Linked DNA regions of Callithrix jacchus: region 2 is linked to region 1. A link is a contact called in public Hi-C data. All regions are on one chromosome and are shown on one strand. The core of a region is the stretch at or near the end of the contact, and the rest is flanking DNA. Distances in the headings are between cores, read along the strand shown. Region 1 overlaps DLGAP4 (DLG associated protein 4). Region 2 holds the start of AAR2 (AAR2 splicing factor).

What was found. A called contact is a pair of places that touch in the nucleus more often than the background predicts.
Region 2: a contact with region 1 is called in a Hi-C map of skeletal muscle, with 5 times the contacts expected there. The contact joins the promoter of AAR2 here to the enhancer-like site in region 1. A contact is called at or near these places in 3 of 3 Hi-C or Micro-C datasets (induced pluripotent stem cells and skeletal muscle).

What each region holds. Positions count from the first base shown.
Region 1 is chr5:2,862,647-2,869,109 of calJac240_pri, reverse strand. DLGAP4 (DLG associated protein 4) reads left to right here. Exons shown (of 12, transcript XM_035302668.3): 4 at 3,765-3,879. Among named protein-coding and RNA genes, the nearest start is that of MYL9, 110 kb to the right of the region's middle. Within about 2 kb of position 5,144, at least 1 of the 16 cell types and tissues checked has an H3K27ac peak or open chromatin away from gene starts, as enhancers often do. A contact at or near this core is called in skeletal muscle, where this site is marked.
Region 2 is chr5:3,055,981-3,063,318 of calJac240_pri, reverse strand. AAR2 (AAR2 splicing factor) reads left to right here and starts at 1,939. Exons shown (of 4, transcript XM_002747224.5): 1 at 1,939-1,964; 2 at 5,882-6,692. The coding sequence starts at 5,936.

The sequences.
Region 1 (6,463 bases), core at 3,895-6,394:
CCTAGGGTTCCCCAACCCCCGCAGGTGAACGCGCAGCTCCACCCCTAGGGTTCCCCACAAGCAAGCGCCGCACACACTATGAGTCCTGCCCTCTGAGAACCTCCCATTAAAATAAGCCCCGCCCGGCGCGGTGTCTCACGCCTGTAATCCCAGCACTTTGGGAGGTCGAGGTCGGTGGATCACTTGCGGTCAGGAGTTCGCAACCAGAATGGCCAACATGGTGGAACCCCGTCTCCACTAAAAATACAAAAATTAGCTGGGCGTGGCGGCAGGCGCCTGTAATCCCAGCTACTCGGGAGGCTGGGGCAGGAGAATTGCTTGAACCCGGGAGGTGGAGGTTGCAGTGAGCCGAGATCGTGCCATTGCACTCCAGCCTGGGCGACAAAGGGAGACTCAGACTCAAACACAAACAAAAAAAAGAACAGCCCCGTCCGCGTGGAAGCCCTGCCCGGAGACATTTCTCGCCCCTTCGGGTGAGCCCCGCCCACTTGTGAACTCTCCCGGGGAAAACCTCTTTCAGTAAGTACAAGTACTGCTCACCTGCAAGCCTCGCCCACTAGGTGAATCCTCACAGGTATGCCCCACCCTGGGAGCCTCACCTTCCCCCGATTCGGCCGCCCCCAGAAAGCCCAGACCACAGATGAATCCTGTCCCTCAGCTTCAGATCCAGGTGAACTCACTGCTATCATGATCCAGGCCCCCTAAGTGAACACGCCGTCAGGTTAGCTCCCTCAATGAGATCCTCAGACTGGCCCTGCACTCTGATGAATTGACTCCTAAGAGAATTGGAGAACCACCCCCTGAGCCCCACCCACAGTTCAGCCCTGACCACAGGTGAGCTGCATCCTTTGGTAAACCCGGATCATGAAAATCACCCTCAGGGTATAGGTCCAGGGAAACCCCTCCCACAGGAGCCACATCCCCAAGTAAGTTTCGCTCCCACAGGGGAACTATCCCAGGGGATCTTGGTCTCCAGGTTAGGAGAACCTGCCCTGAGTGAGTGCATCACCTGTAACAGCACTGCCCAGGGAAGGCCAGAGCCCTCTCTACCCTTGCCACTGTAACCAATCCCTGGGGGGAGCTCTGAGATGGGGGAGGGAGGTGAATCCAGAAGCCAGAGTAATGGACAGCCTTTGCCTGTCCCAGTGCCTTCCTGAAATTCACCAACCAATCCCTATGGTGTTGCTGCTGTAGATTTGGAGCAGTGAGAGAGCACACCCTTATTCCTAAATCTTCAACTGCAGAGGACAGGAGCCAAGGCTTCATGGAGGATGTGGCCTGAGAAGCCTGGGACAGAGGGAAGAGAACAGGTCAGGTAACACTGGTACCTAGGCAGGAAGAAGGCAGTGTTCTCGGAGCAGCCAGGAGTCTAGGTGGCTGGGCAGAAGACAGGGAATGGCCTCCAGTTTGCAATGCAGGATACCACCAGCCAATCCCAGGTCTGTCCCTGTCTGAACCTTAGTTTCTCCATCTTTTTGGGGGGCTTGGGGGTGGGGAACAGGGTCTCACTATGTCACCAGGTTGGAGTGCAGTAGTGCAATCATTGGCTCACTGCAACCTCAGCCTCCTGTGCTCAAGCAATCCTCCCACCTCAGCATCCTGAGTGACTGGGACTACAGGCATGGGCCACCATGCCCAGCTAACTTTTCTTTTTTCTAGACAGAGTTTTCTTCTTGTTGCCCAGGCTGGAGTACAGTGGCGTGATCTCGGCTTACTGCAACCTCCACCTCCCGGGATTCAAGCGATTCCCCTGCCTCAGCCACCCTAGTCTGGGATTACAGGCGCCCACTAACATGCCCAGCTAATTTTTTGTATTTTTAGTAGAGATGGGATTTCATTGTGTTGGCCAGGCTGGTCTCAAACTCCTGATCTCACACAATCCACTTGCCTTGGCCTCCCAAAGTTCTGGGATTACAGGCATGAGCCACTATGCCCAGCTTAATTATTTTTTTTTTTCTCTATTCTTCTCCACCTTGGTAGAGAACAACAGCCGAATTTTTTAAAAGAATTTTTTGTGGCCAGGTGTGGTGGCTCACACCTATAATCCCAGCACTTTGGGAGGCCAAGGCAGGCAGATCACTTGGGGTCAGGAGTTAGGCACCAGCCTAGTCAACATGGCAAAACCGCATCACTACTAAAAATATAAACATTAGAGGAGTTTGGTGGTGCACACCTGTAATCGCAGCTACTAGAGAGGTTGAGGCACAAGAGTCATTTGAATCTAGGAGGCAGAGGTTGCAGAGAGCTGAGATAGTGCCACTGCACTCCAGCCTGGTGGACAGAGCAAGACTCTGTCCCCCTCACAAGAAAAAAAATAGGTGTGTGTGTGTGTGTGTGTGTGTGTGTGTGTGTAGAGAGAAAGAGAGAGTGAGTAAAGATGGGGCCTCTCTATGTTGCCCAGAGTGGTGGTGAACTCCTCAGCTCAAGTGACCCTTCTGCCTTGGCTTCCCAAAGTGCTGGGATTATAGGTGTGAGCCACCATGCCTGGTCAGTTTCCCCATCCCCATCTTTTTGTTGGAGACAGAGTCTCACTCTGTCGCCCAAGCTGGAGTGCAGTGGCACAAACTCTGCTTACTGCAACCTATACCTCCTGGGTTCAAACAAGTCTCCTGCCTCAGCCTCCCAAGTAGCTGGGATTAGAGGTGCACAGCACCATGCCCAGCTAATTTTTGTATTTTAGTAGACACAGGCTTTCACCATGTTGGCCAGTCCGGTCTCAAATTCCTGACCTCAGGTGATCTGCCTGCCTTTGCCTCCCAAAGTGCTGGGATTACAGGCATGAGCCACTGCGCCCAGCCCAGTTTCCCCATCTTTAAGTGAAGAGGCTGAGCTGGAGGATCTCTAAGATCCCTTCTAGTACTGAGATCCTACAGTTCTCTGAGTGACCGGTGGGCATTAAGGTGGGAAAGGCAGGAAGCCTGGGGTTTAGGCCTAGAATTCGAGGGAAGCAATAATAACAGCAGTAGTAGTAGCAGGAATCGTTAACAGCTGCTGTCGGTTAGCACTTGCCCGCTGGCCACTGTGCCTGACCTGGTACCCTTTCATCTGCATTACTGAATGAATCCTTACTGCAGCCCCAGCAAGCAGGCAGTGTCATCCCTATTTTAGAGATGAGGCAACTGAGAGTTAAGTAAGGAGTCGTGACTTGCCCAGGGCCACCCAGTAGAGAAAGCTGGATTCCAATCCTTCTGTATCAGGGGCCCGAGCTATAGGATGCTTGGATTTTATATCCAGAACGAGGATTGGGAGAGGCCCAGGGTCAGGTAGATGTGAGACAGATTGAAGAGCTGGGGCCATGGAGGTACCGGGTGAGTCTAGGGGCCTGATAGAATCCACTTGAACATCGCAACAGAGCTGATGCCCTTCGGGGAGCCCTAGACTGTAGAACTTGATCCACTTCTATCCAGCCTCTGGAAATGTCCCGGACTTTTGCCCCGGACTTGCAGGGAGGAAGGAAAGGAGCTATAGAATTGGTCAGGGCCAGCCTTGGGCCTTAAACAGTCAAATGCAGGCTGGTGCTGCCACCCCGTGGCTGCAGGGGGCATCACAGGTGTGGACCACCTGTGCATCACAGATGGTCAAGGCCTCCAAAAGCAGGGTGTTCTCCCTTTGCTCATCACCCCGACACTGCCCAGGCTGGCAGTGACTTCCGTTTTTCCCTCTGCCACTGGATGACGTTGGCCAGTCTCTTTCCCTCTGAGCCTCAGTTTCCCAGGCTGAAGAATGGGTGGGCTGAGCCCTGTCTGCTCCCCACTCCCCACCAGGAGTCTGGACCGCCTGGATTCAGTGGACATGCTGCTGCCCTCCAAGTGTCCGAGCTGGGAAGAGGACTACACCCCCGTCAGCGACAGCCTCAACGACTCCAGCTGCATCAGCCAGGTGAGGGTAGCAGGCAGGCTGGAGGGTCAGGGGGCTTGGGAGAGCACTGACTCCCATCCGGGAGGAGGACTGATGTCCAGGCCCAGCCCCTGCTGAGTGACCCTCAGATGTCTGTACTGTGCTTCTGTTTGGCCCTTGTTCCCAAAGCCTCCTGTATGTGTCTCTGCCCCACCAACTGTCCTGTAGCTGGAGAGCACAGTTATGAGGCCTGACCCAGGACGCCAAGGGAAGAAGCCCATACCACTGCTGTAAACACAGGCTGCCAGCAGGGCACTGAGCCGTGTCACTTCCCATTGGGTTGAGAACCATGAGGATAGGGAACTGGAGACCTGGGTTCGAGTCCTAGTTTTGTCACTTGACCGTATGAACCCAGGATAGTCACCTTCCCTCCCTGAGACTCGGTTTCCTGATTTACCAGAGGAGGGTGAGCATTTCTATTCAGGGACTATTGAGAGGAATAAGTGGAATCATGATTGCGATGTGCTCACCAGGAGGCAGCTGCCTTTCTGGTCATTATTAGCATCTTGTGTGACCTCCAGCAAGTGACTGCTCTACTTTGGACTTCTATGCCCACCTGCTCAGGGGGCACTTGGGCTCTCAGGTGCAGGCAACTCTGCCTGTGTCAGTGAGGAGCTCACTGTGCTGCACACTGGATTCTTATCCAGCTCCTGGAGCCCTCCACCACCCCTTGAGGTGGCCTCGTTATCCGTATCCCCATTTCATAGGTGAGGCAACCGAGGCTGAGAGAGGTGAGGTCATGCAGCTAGGAGAACTCAAATTTGGGCAGGGATCTGGAGCTGTCCAACTCGGACCTGGACCTCAGCTCCTGCCATGTACTCAGCACTTTAGGGTTTGCAAAGGGAGAACCAGCTAGAACCGAAAGGCACCCCCTATGGTGTGGATGGGGAGATGAGCCCCTCAAGAGGGGAAGACAACTGCTGGTAGTAGTAGACAGTGGGGCAGCCAGGTGCAGGCCCAGGACCAGGGCTAGAGGACTGCTTAGAAGGTGTTGGAACCCCAGCTCCTCACAACTCCATTATTCCTGACCTGGCCAAGCCCCTCCTCCAGCCCCTGAGACATGGAGAAGGGTAGAGCGCCCCAGCCCTGGGAACCCCCTGCCCCTGCCACCCTCATCCAGGCCCCACCAAGTCACACCTGAATGGCTGTTCTCCAATCCATACTCAGTGGCAAAAGGGAGCTGTCAAAGCGACACCCCCGCTCCAAACCCTCCCATGGCTCCCACCTGCACCTGCGGGAAAGACAGAGTCCTTCCTTGGACCTGCACAGCTCTGTAAGACCTAGGCCCTGCCTCCCTGTCAGACCCTGTCCCTTGCCCTGCTCCAGCCACACCGGCCTCCTTTCTGCTCCTGATATACCTGCAGGCCGCGTCATTCTGCCCCAAGCTCTCTGCTCTTGCTGTTCCCTCTTGCAGGAGCTCTCTTCTCAAATCTTTGCACAACTGGCTCCTCCTTGAGTTTCAGGTCTTGGCTCAAATATCACCTCCTCAGAGAGGCCGCCTGTGATCACTGTGTCTAAAGTAGCGTTCCCAGGCGCTGTTCCCTTACCCTGCTTAACTATCACTGCCTGGAATTAGAATCGTTTGCTTATTTACTGAATGTCTGTCTCCCTCTTAAAACTGGGATTTTCTGGGGGCGGGGGCCTTGCTGTCTTGTTCCCTGCAGTGTCCCCAGCACCTGGCACAGTGCCTAGCACAGGGCAGATGCTCAGTAGGTGTTTGCGGAGTGGACGGTATCCTTCCCTGTCTCTCCCATCCCACCACGTTCTCTTGTCTCAGTCTTCCCCTCCGTGTCTGTCTCTGTCTGTTTTTCTCTCTCCTCTCTCCCCTCATTCACATTTTTCTCTGACTCTCTGCAGTGTGTCTCCATCTCCATGTCTCTCTCTGTGTCTGTCTGTCCCTCTACACATCCCATCTCCACCCCCGCCTGGGCCTGGCACCTGGGACACCGTTGACCTTTAACTATACAAAAAGGCTTATGAACAGGCCAGGCTGGGACTCCAGCAGACCTCACCCACCACCCGCTGCGCAGTCCCAGTTCTCTCCTAGTCCAGGATCCTCTGACCCTCATAGCCTCACCCTGGAAGCTTGAGTGACCCAAGCCACATATTTGGCCCCAAAGTCAGAGATATCTGAGCCTGGAGAAGAGCAGGCTCTGGGGTCCATTCCTAAGCTGTATCCCAGGTGGGCTGCCTGCCAGATGAGAGGCAGCAGGCAGAGCATCCATGGTTCCAGGGGCTAGACCTAAAGAAGGACTTTTATTAAATTTATTTTTATTTTTATGTATTTTTTTTTTTGAGATGGAGTTTTGCTCTTGTTGCCTAGGCTGGCTGGAGTGCAGTGGCGTGATCTTGGCTCACTGCAACCTCCACCTCCCAGGTTTAAGTGATTCTCCTGCCTCAGCCTCCCAAGTAGCGGGGATTACAGGCATGCACCACCATGCCTGGCTAATTTTGTATTTTTAGTAAAAACAGGGTTTCTCCATGTTGGTCAGGGTGATCTCCCAAACTCTGGACCTCAGGTGATCTGCCTGCCTTGGCTTCCCAAATGCTGGGATTACAGGCATGA
Region 2 (7,338 bases), core at 690-3,189, 200 kb before region 1:
GTCTCTGTCGGTCTCCTTTAGCAATCTGTTATCCCTAGGGCTCTGGAATAGGACTTTGTTTACAAACAATGGGTCTCCATATGATTTTTCAGGCCCCGTACACCCTGATCTATATTTCTGCCTCCCATAAAGGGCCATCCTCTCTACTTTCAGGGGATAATCAAAGGTAAATTCACCCAGATCATTATTTTTCAACTGGGTTGAGAGTGGGGGAGTGATCCCTCCTCCTTTCCCCCCAACTCTCCGCCACCCCAGGGACATTTAGCAATGGACGTCACAACTGAGGGGTGCTACTAATGCCTAGTGGGTAGAGGCCAGGGCTGCTGCTAAACATTCTACAATGCAGAGGACAGCCACCTGCAACAAAGACTTATCTGGCCCCAAATATCAATAGTGCTGAGGTTGAGCCATTCTGATCTAAATGGACATGTAACCCAAAAGGTGGGCCTCCTAAGTCACCATCTACAGCTTCTACACCCAGTGTTCAGTGCCCTGGAGTCTCTGAGAAGATGGTGAGCCCACCGGGGACTTTGAGACCAGACCACAGAGCTCAGTGTCAAAGACTGGGAGTTGGGGATGGGTGAAGAGGGAGCTGAGCTTCTTCATGCAGGAAATGAAACTTGACAGGACAGGCTGAGATTGATAAGCATGACTGTGACTGATGAAGGCTGTCTCTGGTTAATCCTGCAGCAGCTCATTGTGATTAACCATGACTGCAGGGCCCTGTCTAGTCTGCAACCCACTAAGAGATAAATTTTGACCGAGACAGATTGGCGTGTCCAGCTGTCACTGAGGAAATGTGACAGACAAGCTAAGGAGCAGCAGCACAGAGATAAGAACATACAGGCCTTGGTTTGCATTCTAGCTCTGCCATTTTCTGGCTGGGTAACATCATCTGTTTGAACCTCAGTTTTCTCTTCTGCAAACTGGGAATATACATACCTACTTACTAGGCCAGTGTAAGGATTAGAAATACCCAAGTGGCCTGCCCTAAAATCACATAAGCCAATTCTTTTTTTTTTTTTTTTTTTTTTTCCCAGACGGCATCTTGCTCTGTCACCAGGCTGGAGTGCAGTCATGCAATCTCGGCTCATTGCTATCTCTGCCTCCTGGGTTCAAGTGATTCTCCTGCCTCAGCCTCCCTGGTAGCTGGGATTACAGGCACACACCACCACACCCAGCTAATTTTTGTATTTTTAGTAGATACGGGGTTTCACCATGCTGGCCAGGCTGGTCTCAAACTCCTGACCTCATGATCACCTTGCCTTGGCATCCCGATGTCCCGGGATTACGGGCGTGAGCCACCGCATCTGGCTTCACCTAAGCCAATTCTTTGCAATAAATCACTTAACACAGATCTCCTACTGGCTCTGCGTCTTTGGTGGAGCCCTGATTAATAGTGCAGAGTTAAACTCGCAGTACCGTCATCGCTCAAGACAGGCAGGTTCTTTCCAGGCGTTGACAGCCTGACTGACATGTCGGACTTGGCCCGCAGAAAGGACACGGGGGGATCGTGGGCATAGGGACTGAGGGAGCGGCTGCTGGTTCTCTGGGCCGGTGGCTGGGTCTCTCTCTGAGGGCTGACTGTGACTGGAAGCTGAGACGCTGTGACCGGGATAGACACTGGCTGCCAGAGACTGTGACCGAGCGCCTGGCTGGCTGCTACCGGATAACCATGGCCCTGGCGGTGCTTTAGTGACCGTGACGGCTTGAGCCCAAAGGAAGATGTCTGGGGGCTGTGCTTCTGGATGGGGATATAAAACGCGTAGCTTAGTCCAAGTTGTTCACAATTAACGAGACACTAATAACAAAAGGCAACACTGGATCCGCCGGAACCTGCCGGCACGGGCCGTTCTTCCCGCGACCCAGGGCTCCGCCGGACCGCTCTCTTGGTTGCTCCAGTCCGGCGCCAAACCGGAGAACTTCCGGTGCGTTTCCGCGGTTTCGGAACGCGGGGCGAGGCGGTGAGTGTGGTCTCCTGGCCTCTGTTTCCTCTCCTGATTCTGTGTGTGTGTGTGTGGGGGTGTGTGTGTGCGTGTGTGGTGTGTGTGTGGGGTGTCTGTGTGGGGTGTGTGTGTGTGGGGGGGTGTGTGTGTGCGTGTGTGGTGTGTGTGTGGGGTGTCTGTGTGGGGGGGGTGTGTGTGTGGGTGTGTGTGTGGGGTGTGCGGGGGGTGTGTGGGTGTGTGTGGGGTGTGTGGTGTGTGTGTGGGGTGTGTGTGTGGTGTGTGTGTGTGTGTGGGGTGTGTGTGTGGGTGTGTGGGTGTGGGGGGGGTGTGTGGTGTGTGTGTGGGGTGTGTGTGTGGTGTGTGTGTGTGTGCAGGGTGTGTGTGTGTGTGGTGTGGGTGTGGGGTGTGTGTGGGGGGTGTGTGTGTGGTGTGTGTGTGTGCGGGGGTGTGTGTGTGTGGTGTGTGTGTGGGTGTGTGGTGTGTGTGTGGGTGTGGGGTGTGTGTGTGGGGGTGTGTGTGTGGGGGGGTGTGTGTGTGTGCGGGGTGTGTGTGTGTGTGGTGTGTGTGTGGGTGTGGGGTGTGTGTGTGTGTGCGGGGTGTGTGTGTGTGTGGTGTGTGTGTGGGTGTGGGGGGTGTGTGTGTGTGGGTGTGTGTGTGTGGGGGGTGTGTGTGGGGGGTGTGTGTGTGGGGGGGGTGTGTGTGCGGGGGGTGTGTGTGGGTGTGGGGTGTGTGTGGGGGGTGTGTGTGGGGGGTGTGTGTGGGTGTGTGTGTGTGTGTGTGTGTTTGTGTGTGTGGCGTGTGTGTGTGTGGCCGGGCCGCCCCTCTTCTCGGCTTGGAATCGCGGAGTGCCTTGAACTAGGCCCACCTCGTCAGGGGGGCCGTAGACCCTTCCTGCACTGAACCTGGCTCTGCCCTACTGTCCGCGTGACTTCCAGTGAGGTCTTTTCCCGAACTGAGCCTTTGTTTCTCGTTTACAAAATGGATATCATACTTGTATTAACTAAATATTTACTAAGCGTCTCATGTGTGCTAGGAATACAGCAGGACTCAGTCTTGTGACGGTGACAGGCCTCAATCAAACATGCAAAGCTCCAGTGGTGATAATTGAAACGAAGGGTACAAGGCACCCGAGAGTGTGTCACAGGAGACCTGATCTAACCCCGGGTCAAGGAACCTTTACTGAGGAGGTGAATAGTGAGCTGAGATCAGAATAAAGATTTGACAAAATGGAGAGGGAAGAGTTTTCTATCTGGAGAGAGAGAGCCTCCAATTTCAGGGTCCGAAAGGGGAACAGAGCTTGTTGGGGACCATGGTGTGAAACAAGCTAAAAGGGTTCCCAGAGGTCAGACCATACAGACTTCATGGGTCATAGGAAGAATTTTGGTTTTCCGAGAACGATATGGGAAACCACTCAGAGGCTGACATGGGTGGTGATGTGATTAGATTGGCATTTTGAAACGGATACTGCTGTTGAATGGAGAATGGATTGAGGAGCAGGCACTCTCTGAGTGAGGGACAATGGTAGCTTGGATTAGGGAGGTGGTGGAGAGACGGGGATGGATGTGATTTTAGGTGTTCCAGGACTGTGAGGAACTCACAGAGCCGCCAGTGACAGGGGTTGGTAGACCGCAGAGTTCTGTGCATATTTAATAAACCTTTTCCTAGCATCTCCTCTGTGCCAGGCCATGTACCAGCTGCTGGAGATATAGTGAATAGAATTACAGGCTGGTGGAATTAGAATGAAAGAAATGTCATTATCAAGGAGGAGCACACAGATGTCACAAGGGAAAATGGCTAATTGATGAGAAGTTACTCTAAATGGAATCTCTGTTCATTCAGCAAGTATTAAGTACTTTCTGAATTCAGAATTACAAATAGAAAGTGATACAAATTATTTAGAGCAGTGTCTTTCAAACTTTTATGACTGTGACCTACAGTAACACATACATTTTATGACACAACCAAGTGTACATACAAACACACAAAGCTCCAGAAAACAGTACTTAGCTTTACTACTTATGATGTATTGTGATGTTCAAAAGTTCTGTTCTTTTCATTTAAAAAGTAATGCCGGTTGAGACCTTTACATGGATTTCCTAATTCACTGATAGTTTGTGACTTGCAGTTTGGGGGAAAAAATGTTGATTCAGGGTAAGAGTCATTTGTAGTAGTTTTGGGGTAATGATAAAATGTACTTATTTTTGGAACAGGATTGGTTTTCCTTTCCACACTTTTTATTTATTTATTCATTTAAAGTAAAAAAAGTAAACAGGGCTGGGCATGGTGGCTCACACCCGTAATCTCAGCACTTTGGAGGCTGAGGCGGGTGGATCACTTGAGAACAAGCATTCGAGACCAGCCTGGGCAACATGGTGAAACCCTGTCTCTACTAAAAATACAAAAGTTAGCCAGGTGTGGTGGTGCACACCAGTAGTCTCAGCTACTCGGAGGCTGAGACATGAGAATTATTTGAACCTAGGAGGTGGAGCATGTAGTAAGCCAAGATTGTGCCATTACACTCCAGCCTGGGTGATGGAGCCAGACCCTGTCTCAAAAAAAAAAAAAGAGCAAATAAAATTAAATAGGTCAACAGGCAGCAGGTTTTCTGTGTGAAATTTTGGCATCTTGTTTGTACATCTGGCTAGATTGGTGCCTAGAGGGCAGGGACTGTCTTAATCTCTGATGTTTCTTTGGGGGCTTGGCAAAGTGCAGGTACTCAGTGAGTATTTGTTAGATTAATCAGGTAGGTATTTTAGGACTGGAAGATTAGATAATGGTTTGTTTACATTTGTTCATGTTGGAACCATTCTTGCCAATATCCCAGAGGCACTGTCTGGGATATTCAGAAGTAGGTAAAAAAAAAAGTATACTAAGCTCTTTCTCTTCTGGGCAGCTCTCTCTTCCTAGGCTTGCTTTATCACCTGAATTCATTCTGGAAGAATGATTCAGAGCCATCACTGATTGTGGGCTCTTTAGGAAGTTGTTTCACTCCCTGGAGTTTAGGTTTTTTATGAGTGAAAGAAGAGAAGATTTGTGGTTGAAAAGCTCTCTAGACCTCGAACAAATTTTAGATGCTGAGCCTCCACTTGTTACCTTCTGTCCGTTTCTGGGCCGTCCCTGAGGCTTACGGGAAACTGGGTATGTACTTGATTTAATCTTTCCAAATATTTTTGGGATAGTTTCCTGCAGAGTTGTAGCTTCAAATGATTAGGCATAGTTACAGTTTAGAGTGAGCCATCCAGGCATTTTCCACTCTCACCTTCTGTTGTGAGAAAGAGACCTGAGAAGATACTAAGAGTGGATGGTGGACAGAAGAACACTGGCCTGCAGGCTAGGTACCCAGATTCTAATTTGGGTCCTGGTATGACCATGAGCATGTCACTTTTCTTTCACTGGTATCATAGCTGTGAAGTGAGTGTCCTTGCATGTTAAACCAAAACACAGATTTTGTTGTTGTTATTGTTGTTTTTTTAAGATGGTGTCTCGTTCTGTCACCAGGCTGGAGTGCAGGGGCGCCATCTTGGCTCACTGCAACCTCTGCCTCCTGGGTTCAAGTGATTCTCCTGCCTCAGCCTCCCTAGTAGCTGGGACTACAGGCGCACACCACCACGCCCAGCTAGTTTTTATATTATTTTTTAGTAGAGATGGGGTTTTACCAAGTTGGCCAGGATGGTCTCAATCTCTTTACCTTGTTATCTGCCTGTCTCAGCCTCCCAAAGTGCTGGGATTATCGGCATGAGCCACCACACCCAGCCAAAAATCGTTTCTTTTAATTCTCATTTTCCTCATCTGTAAACTCAATGCACGGTTGTCATGAGGATTAAGGAAAATAATTATGTCAGGGGTCTAATTGAATATCTGGCACATACAGAATGCTTAGTAAATAAAGCATCTTTCCCCACGATCTAATTAACTCTGATTTCTTTCTTTCTTAGCTATTCTGGAAGACTAAAGAAAAATAGTTCTTTTGGTCACCCACCACTGGCCCCATGGCTGCCATGCAAATGGATCCTGAGCTAGCCAAGCGCCTCTTCTTTGAAGGGGCCACTGTGGTCATCCTGAACATGCCCAAAGGAACAGAGTTTGGGATTGACTATAATTCCTGGGAGGTGGGGCCCAAGTTCCGGGGTGTGAAGATGATCCCTCCAGGCATTCACTTCCTCCACTATAGCTCTGTGGACAAGGCTAATCCCAAGGAAGTAGGCCCTCGGATGGGTTTCTTCCTTAGCCTGCAGCAGCGGGGGCTGACAGTGCTGCGCTGGAGCACAGTCAGGGAAGAGGTAGACCTGTCCCCAGCCCCTGAGTCTGAGGTGGAAGCCATGAGGGCCAACCTTCAGGAGCTGGACCAGTTCCTGGGGCCTTATCCATATGCCACTCTGAAGAAGTGGATCTCACTCACCAACTTCATCAGCGAAGCTACAATGGAGAAGCTACAGCCTGAGAACCGGCAGATCTGCGCCTTCTCTGATGTGCTACCTGTGCTCTCGATGAAGCACACCAAGGACCGGGTGGGGCACAATCTACCTAGCTGGGGCACTGAGTGCAAAAGCTACCAAGAGGGCCTGGCGCGGCTACCTGAGATGAAGCCCAGAGCCGGGACAGAGATCCGTTTCTCCGAGCTGCCCACACAGATGTTCCCAGCAGGTGCCACGCCAGCAGAGATAACCAAGCACAGCATGGACCTGAGCTATGCCCTGGAGACTGTCCTCAACAAGCAGTTCCCCAGCAGCCCCCAGGATGTGCTTGGTGAGAAGGAACAAGGCTCTTTGGGAGTGGGCCAAGGGGAGGATATTAGCAGAGGTGTTTTAGAATAGGGAGTATCTCTTGTGTCAGTCCAGCAGTAACTAAGCCTGGCTAGGAGGCTGAAGATACAGGTGTATCTTTACCCTTAACCCTGGAGATTTTGATTCAAAAGATCTGGAGTAGGGCTTCAGCAGTTTCTGTATATCTGTCAAATAAACAGGCATCCTAGGCCTGAACCTGGTACGCCCAGTCCTACAGAAGGGAAAGATTTGGCCCACTGAGTGACTGAACTGAAACCAAAACCTGGGACTCTTGGTTTCTGGGCCAGACCTATGCTCATTGTAGCCTCTCATCTACCCCCGAAATTTGCTCCTGACCCTCAAGATGTTTGTCCCTCAACAGGCTTAGAACAGAACAGTGATTTTTTTTTTAAATCATTACAGTTTTTATTGTTGTCTTCCCTCCTTATTACAAAAATGATAGATATTAATCATAGAAGAAAAACAAATTAACTTCAAATTCCACTACTTAAAACTATTTGTACATTCTGGTATATTTACATTCCTTTTTTTCTGTGTATTTCTATGTATTTCATTTCAATCTCTTCTCTGTTTATTTCTATGTATTTCCTCTTAGTCTTTTAAAAATT